Regions from separate parts of the Sus scrofa genome. Here region 1 is linked to region 2. The links are chromatin contacts, called in public Hi-C maps. All regions are on one chromosome and are shown on one strand. The core of a region is the stretch at or near the end of the contact, and the rest is flanking DNA. Distances in the headings are between cores, read along the strand shown. Region 1 holds the start of C4H1orf194. Region 2 has its middle 21 kb from the start of AMIGO1.

Region 1 (2,700 bases), core at 113-2,612, 350 kb after region 2:
CTACCATATGGTTTAAAAAAGTTACTCAGAGCAAACCAATTATTATTCCAATACCACAGAAACTGTTTTTTTGCTCTTTAATGCCTTTTTGTATCCCTCCAAAAGAATGTTCAAAAGGCAGTTTGGCTTGGGAAGACATTCAGTACTTATTCTCTGAATCATGTTAGCAAAACTTTAGAAACACCTTGAAAAAGGCTTACGACATATGTAAGCAAAAGTCCAGAGAAAGGAAGTAGACATTGGCAGAATGTGAGATATTAGAGCTGAAAGTCTGGTCAAAGGTGGATCATACACTGTCAGGTACATTAAAGAAAGTGTGTATGGGGGGGGGGGCGCAAACTATAAAAAAAGATCCACGTTTAGGAGCCAGCAAGGTAACAGGATGTTTCATACCCAGGGGAGAGAGGAGATGGGGTCCCTCTCAACGACCTCCCACCTTCATACTGCTTTTTTAAAGCCATGATCAAACCACAAGGACTCCCATGTCCATCCACTGTTTTCTGCCGGCCTTCCAAACTCGTCTTACCCCACTTCTCTCTTTTCCCACTTTCTATTTTGCCCCTCTATACATCATCTTTTTGTTTTCAATCACTTTAAAGGTAATGTCATTGCAGCTGGGAAAAGTCCATGTCTTCTTCCCTCATTTCCGAGTCCAGGGACTCAGTTCCCTCCTGAGCTCCTTGGAGCTGGGACCTTTCCCCTGAGCTCAGCAGCCCAAGCTGTGAGGATGATCTATTCTGTGAGTCCTCTAGTGGGTTGGCCTCTCCATGACGCCAGTCTGCTCCTCTTCCCCCCACCCCCGCGCCTTATCCCCAAAGAAACCTAAACTCCGTGGCCTCTGAAACTGTCCGTGCTCAGATCCCAAGGTCTCCGCCAGGATCCAATATTTTGTCGACCCAAGTGGGGTCGGCCGGGGAGGACAGTACCTCTTTGCAGGCGTGAAGCTCCAGTCCCGCTCCCTGAGTCACCTGGAAGGCGGTCCCAACCCAGAGCAGCAGCCGCAGAAGCCGGAGTGTGCGCCGCTCAGTTCTTCCCCTGCCTCTGGCAGAGGGATGGAGGCTGTGCCCAGGCTCAGCCATAGTGTTGTTCTGAGCGAGCGGCAGCAGCGGCTCAGGTGCTGCGTCTGTAGCTACTGAAGGCGGAAAAAAAGGGGAGGGAGGTTCACAGGGGGAGGATGCAAGGGGCTGGGCTCGCTTCAGTCACCTCCCTGCGGCTACGCCAAGGCCGCCCATCCTTCCTCCTCCCTCCTTCCTCTTCTCCTCCTATCCACGTCGCCTTGGCAACCGCCTCCTCTTTGCCTCCGCGCGGGTGGGGCAGGGACCACGCGCTCCTCTGCCGCTCACCTGCCGGTCGCCATAGCAGCCGCCGCCGCTGGCGCGCGCGGCGTGAAAATGCACGCGCCCAGGATCTGCAACGGGCCCAACAGGCGCGCACAGGGCTCGTGTAAAGAACGCGGTGGAAACCACCTCCAAACCGTCGCCATCTAATTCATTATTTCGGGCCATCGACTACTTATGAGCATCTCTAATTTTGCAGACGTGGCACTTGATAAATCCTTATTAAGCACTTCTGTGCGAAGTGATAAATGATTGAGATGCCGCCTCTCCTCCAAAGGTTATAGCCTAAAAGAGTGACCCCGGTACCGCAACAGCCACTTCTAGAGATCTTCTTTCTTCTTTCTCTCTCTTTCTTTCCTTCTTTCCTCTCTTGTTTTGCCGCAGCGGCGGCTTGTGGAAGTTCCCGGGCCAGGGAACGAACCTGCGCCACAGAAGCGACCTGGACCCCTGCAGTGACAACGCCAGATCCTTAACCCACTGTGCCACAAGTGCACTCCTGGAGACCTTACTTTTATCCCGTCAAACCTATCCGTGCCTTGACAACAGGCTCTATGTGAAGCCCTGAGGCTCGCGTAGTTAAATAGAGTTAAAGCAAGGAAAGTTTGCTTTAGCTAGCAATTTTCCAAGCACAGCAACTGGATTCTTCTGTCTCTTGACATCCTCATTCTCTCATAGCTTTGAGAAATCCTTTTGTTAGATGCCAGAGAGAAGAACATTTCTGGGGCATCTTTTAGGAATTTTTTCCACAACTGAAATCTTTTGCAGAAGACCCGTACAATGGGACGTCGACGTTTTTCACCGAAGACTCAGGATTGCAAATCCAGCGCTCCTTGGCATACTCTGCGGTGCTTCACGCTGTATTCCTGATAGTTTCTTCCGAGGGGCCTCCCGCGTTGGACCGCCAGGTGGCGCCCTTCTCCGAGGGACTTCACCTCAGTCGCAGGGGGCGGGGCTGTTGCCTGGCAACTGAAATCGGGCGTTCCAAACAATTGGGACCCGCGATTCTCCGCGCGCGAAGGTGTGTGCGGCTGCGCGGGCCTCTCGTCCCTCTAAAGAGCGTCTCGCTCGGCATTTTACCATGCCTCTCACCCGAGACCCTTTCCAGCATTCCACTTTGGATAACGATGATTCCTACTTGGGAAAAATACGGGCTTCCAAGGTACTGAGGTTTCTTGCACATATTCCCCGCAGTGTCGACGGCATTCTTTTTTCTGTCAGCGTGACGGGAAGAGATAGTAACTTAACCGGGCTCTGGTGAGGACGGTGAGTTAGGGACCGGATAAGTCCGCCTTCTGCCTGCCTCCATGTTCCCATGTTCAGGTCTGACAGCGTTTCAGAAGTGCTTTTGAGCAGAGAGAAGTAG
Region 2 (2,700 bases), core at 123-2,622:
CAGGACTAGCCGGGGAGGATGGGTGTCGTCCAGGGCAGAGTCTCCGGGGCAGGGAGTTGGAGGGCTGGGACTGACGCCCACTGCCCAGGGTGGCAGACCCAGGCAGAGAGAGGGATGTGACAGACGCTGGGGTGCGGAGCTTCACGTGCAGGCCAGGTCCCCCTCACCAGTCTGGCCACCCCCACGGACACGCTTGTGGGGTCCGTACTTCTGCCGCCAGAGAAGGCGCTCTGGGTCAGGAGACTCCCCAGGGCCACTCGGCGGCCCCCCCTCCTCCAGGGCACAGATGCGTGGGCCCAGGTGGCTGCCAGCAGACGGCAGCTGGGGACGGGAGTGGAAGTGGTGCCCTCAGGAAACAGGCCACACTCTCACCCCAGCCAGCTCCACGGCCTAATTAGAGACCGGAACGGGCATTGATCGTCCCTGAGCTCATTATGTCACAGCTGGGGAACAGCTGGCCAGTTTTTTCCAGGCCATTAGCTGCGCCATGAAGTGGAGAGAGGGAGGGGGCGTGTGAGCAGGATCAATACCCCGTCTGTCTGCAGAGGAAGCGCCTAGGGGCTGCCTCCTTCTGTGCTCAGGGCCACGCTTCCCTCCCTGCTGCCGGCCTGGAGCCCAGCTCCTCGGAATTCACACACAAAAGCCGCCTGCCTGGAGACTGGAGAGGCAGGCTTTGACTCTGACTTCTGGGCTGGCCCTGATCTGGCCGCGGGGGGCGGGGGTGCCTGAGTCTTCTCTCTCCAGGGATTAGAAGGGCAGGAAAGAGGTTCAGGTCACCCATGTGGGTCTCCGAAGGGACCTTAAAAGTCCGGCTCCTCCCATATCCACAGCAAGATGACACCTAAGGCGGCTGTTTCTGCTGCCCCCAGCCCAAGGCCCACCTCTCTGTGTCCCAGGGGGCTCGGTGGCTCAGTGGGTTTGGTTTCCTGTGGGCCGGGTGCTGGCAGGGGGGTGTTCTGACCTCTGGGAAGGGTGGGCCGTGGAAGGAGGGAGGGAAGAAATGGTAGTTTTTCTCCCCCTCCCGGGCCCCCAGGAAGAACACCGCTCTCGGGGCCTGACCCAGGAGGCCCACAGTCAGAGGGGAGTTCGGCTTTATTTCATGAACTGGCCTTTCACTTACTGAGCAAGGAAGTGTCTAGACCTCCAAAGTACCCCTAGGCCACACTGGTTGGTTTACAGAGAGAGAAAGCAAACTCTCAAAAGCCTTGAGCTCTCTATGCCTGGCTGACTGTTATTCGGCTTTGCTTTAGTTCTCTCGGTTCCTTTCCTGTTTGTTCTAAGGCAGCCCTGGGGTCTCTCAGTTCACATGTCCTCAGGCCACCAGTTGAGTTGTGGGAACCGCTGGGCTCCACCCCCACCCGACGCCACGCCCCACCCCCAGCACCAGCACAGGTCCAGCTACTGGCTTTCCAGGTTGTTTCCCTGCTCTGCTGAACAGGCCAGTTGGTGCAGTGGCCTCTGCTCCCCAGATGGCCTGCTGTTACCTCTGTTTCCAGAATCAGCAGTGAATTGAGCCTGGGAGTCACAAGGCCTGCGTTCCGGACTTGAGTTCTTCTAGGCTCAGCTCCAGCCCTAAAGAGCCGGCAGGCTGGTTGAACTACAAGAGCATAAAGGGCAGAGGGCCTGGAAAATGTGTGTCTCTGGTGATGGGTGAGGAAACCGTGCCCCCAGGGATCAGAAGCAATTTGCTCAAGGACACCCAGCTGGGGAGAGCAGATTTGAGAGCCGGTTTGCTAACTCCCCGGTGGTCAGTGCTGGTTCTACTCAGGCCCCAACCCCACCCATCCACCCCCAGCCTGGCCCTGGCCCCAGGGCCTTGGCTGTAAGTTCCCAAACTACTGATTAAAATCAGATGGATCACCCTTGACCCATCCGGTATGTCCCAGCAAATCCAACAAATGAATCCCTAACAAATCCAAAGTGCACTTGCTTCCTGAGGCCTCCCAGAACCAATCAGAATGTGCGGTGGTCACCACGGCTCCCAGAAGCAGCTCCCTCTCCCCTGAGCCTCCATCAGGTTGGGAGCAGCTGCTATCAAGGGATCCGATAGAGCGGAGACCAGCTGGGCTCTGCTGTGTCTGACGTTGATCCATCTGTCTGTCTGTCTGTCTGTCTGTCTGGGACCAAGAGGTGCTGAGGGCAGGGGGAGTGTGGTGATGACCTGGCTTTGCTGACCTTCCTCCAGCCTGATTCCCAGGGAGGAGTGAACTGAAAGAAGGGAACCGAAGATAGTCCTCCTCCTTCTGCTGGCGTTATGAGGGAAAGAATGTCCACATAGACTCGAAGAGGACACGGCAACTGGCCTCAGAGTCAGAGCAGGCCCGTGAATGAGTTCCTGGGACCAGCAGGATGGCCTCCTCCTCAATGGCTTCTTTGATTCCAGAACAGGGAGTGACAGCAGGGGCCAAGATGCTGAACCTGCGTGGTTCTAGCTGGAACAAGAGGTAGGGGGTGCCCACACCACCTGGAGAGGGAACCCCAGCACAGGGGATCTTGTGACTGGCTCTCTGAGAAGCCCAGGAATCAGCCCAGAAAGAGAGCACAAGATGTACCAATGCCAAACCACCTCTCTTCAGGGTGTCCGAGCCGAGGAGAGCCGTTGTTAGGGTCCTGGCTGGGTGTCCCCTCGATGCCATTTATCCGCCCTGTGGACTGGGCCAGGTCCTGGTCTCTCTGATCCTTAGGCCTTCCTGATCTGTG

Evidence for each region. A called contact is a pair of places that touch in the nucleus more often than the background predicts.
Region 1: a Hi-C map of epiblast stem cells shows a contact between it and region 2, with 2.6 times the contacts expected there. The contact joins the promoter of C4H1orf194 here to the enhancer-like site in region 2. A contact is called at or near these places in 1 of 5 promoter capture datasets (fetal liver) and 3 of 47 Hi-C or Micro-C datasets (epiblast stem cells, fetal heart ventricle and undifferentiated spermatogonia).

Annotation. Positions count from the first base shown.
Region 1 is chr4:110,952,828-110,955,527 of Sscrofa11.1, forward strand. It overlaps C4H1orf194, which reads left to right and starts at 1,363. Exons shown (of 4, transcript XM_021090091.1): 1 at 1,363-2,496. The coding sequence starts at 2,416. It overlaps KIAA1324 (UPF0577 protein KIAA1324 homolog), which reads right to left and starts at 1,265. Exons shown (of 22, transcript XM_013997295.2): 1 at 927-1,265. The coding sequence starts at 1,079.
Region 2 is chr4:110,598,434-110,601,133 of Sscrofa11.1, forward strand. No RefSeq gene overlaps it. Among named protein-coding and RNA genes, the nearest start is that of AMIGO1, 21 kb to the right of the region's middle. Within about 2 kb of position 1,373, at least 33 of the 83 cell types and tissues checked have an H3K27ac peak or open chromatin away from gene starts, as enhancers often do. A contact at or near this core is called in epiblast stem cells and fetal liver, where this site is marked.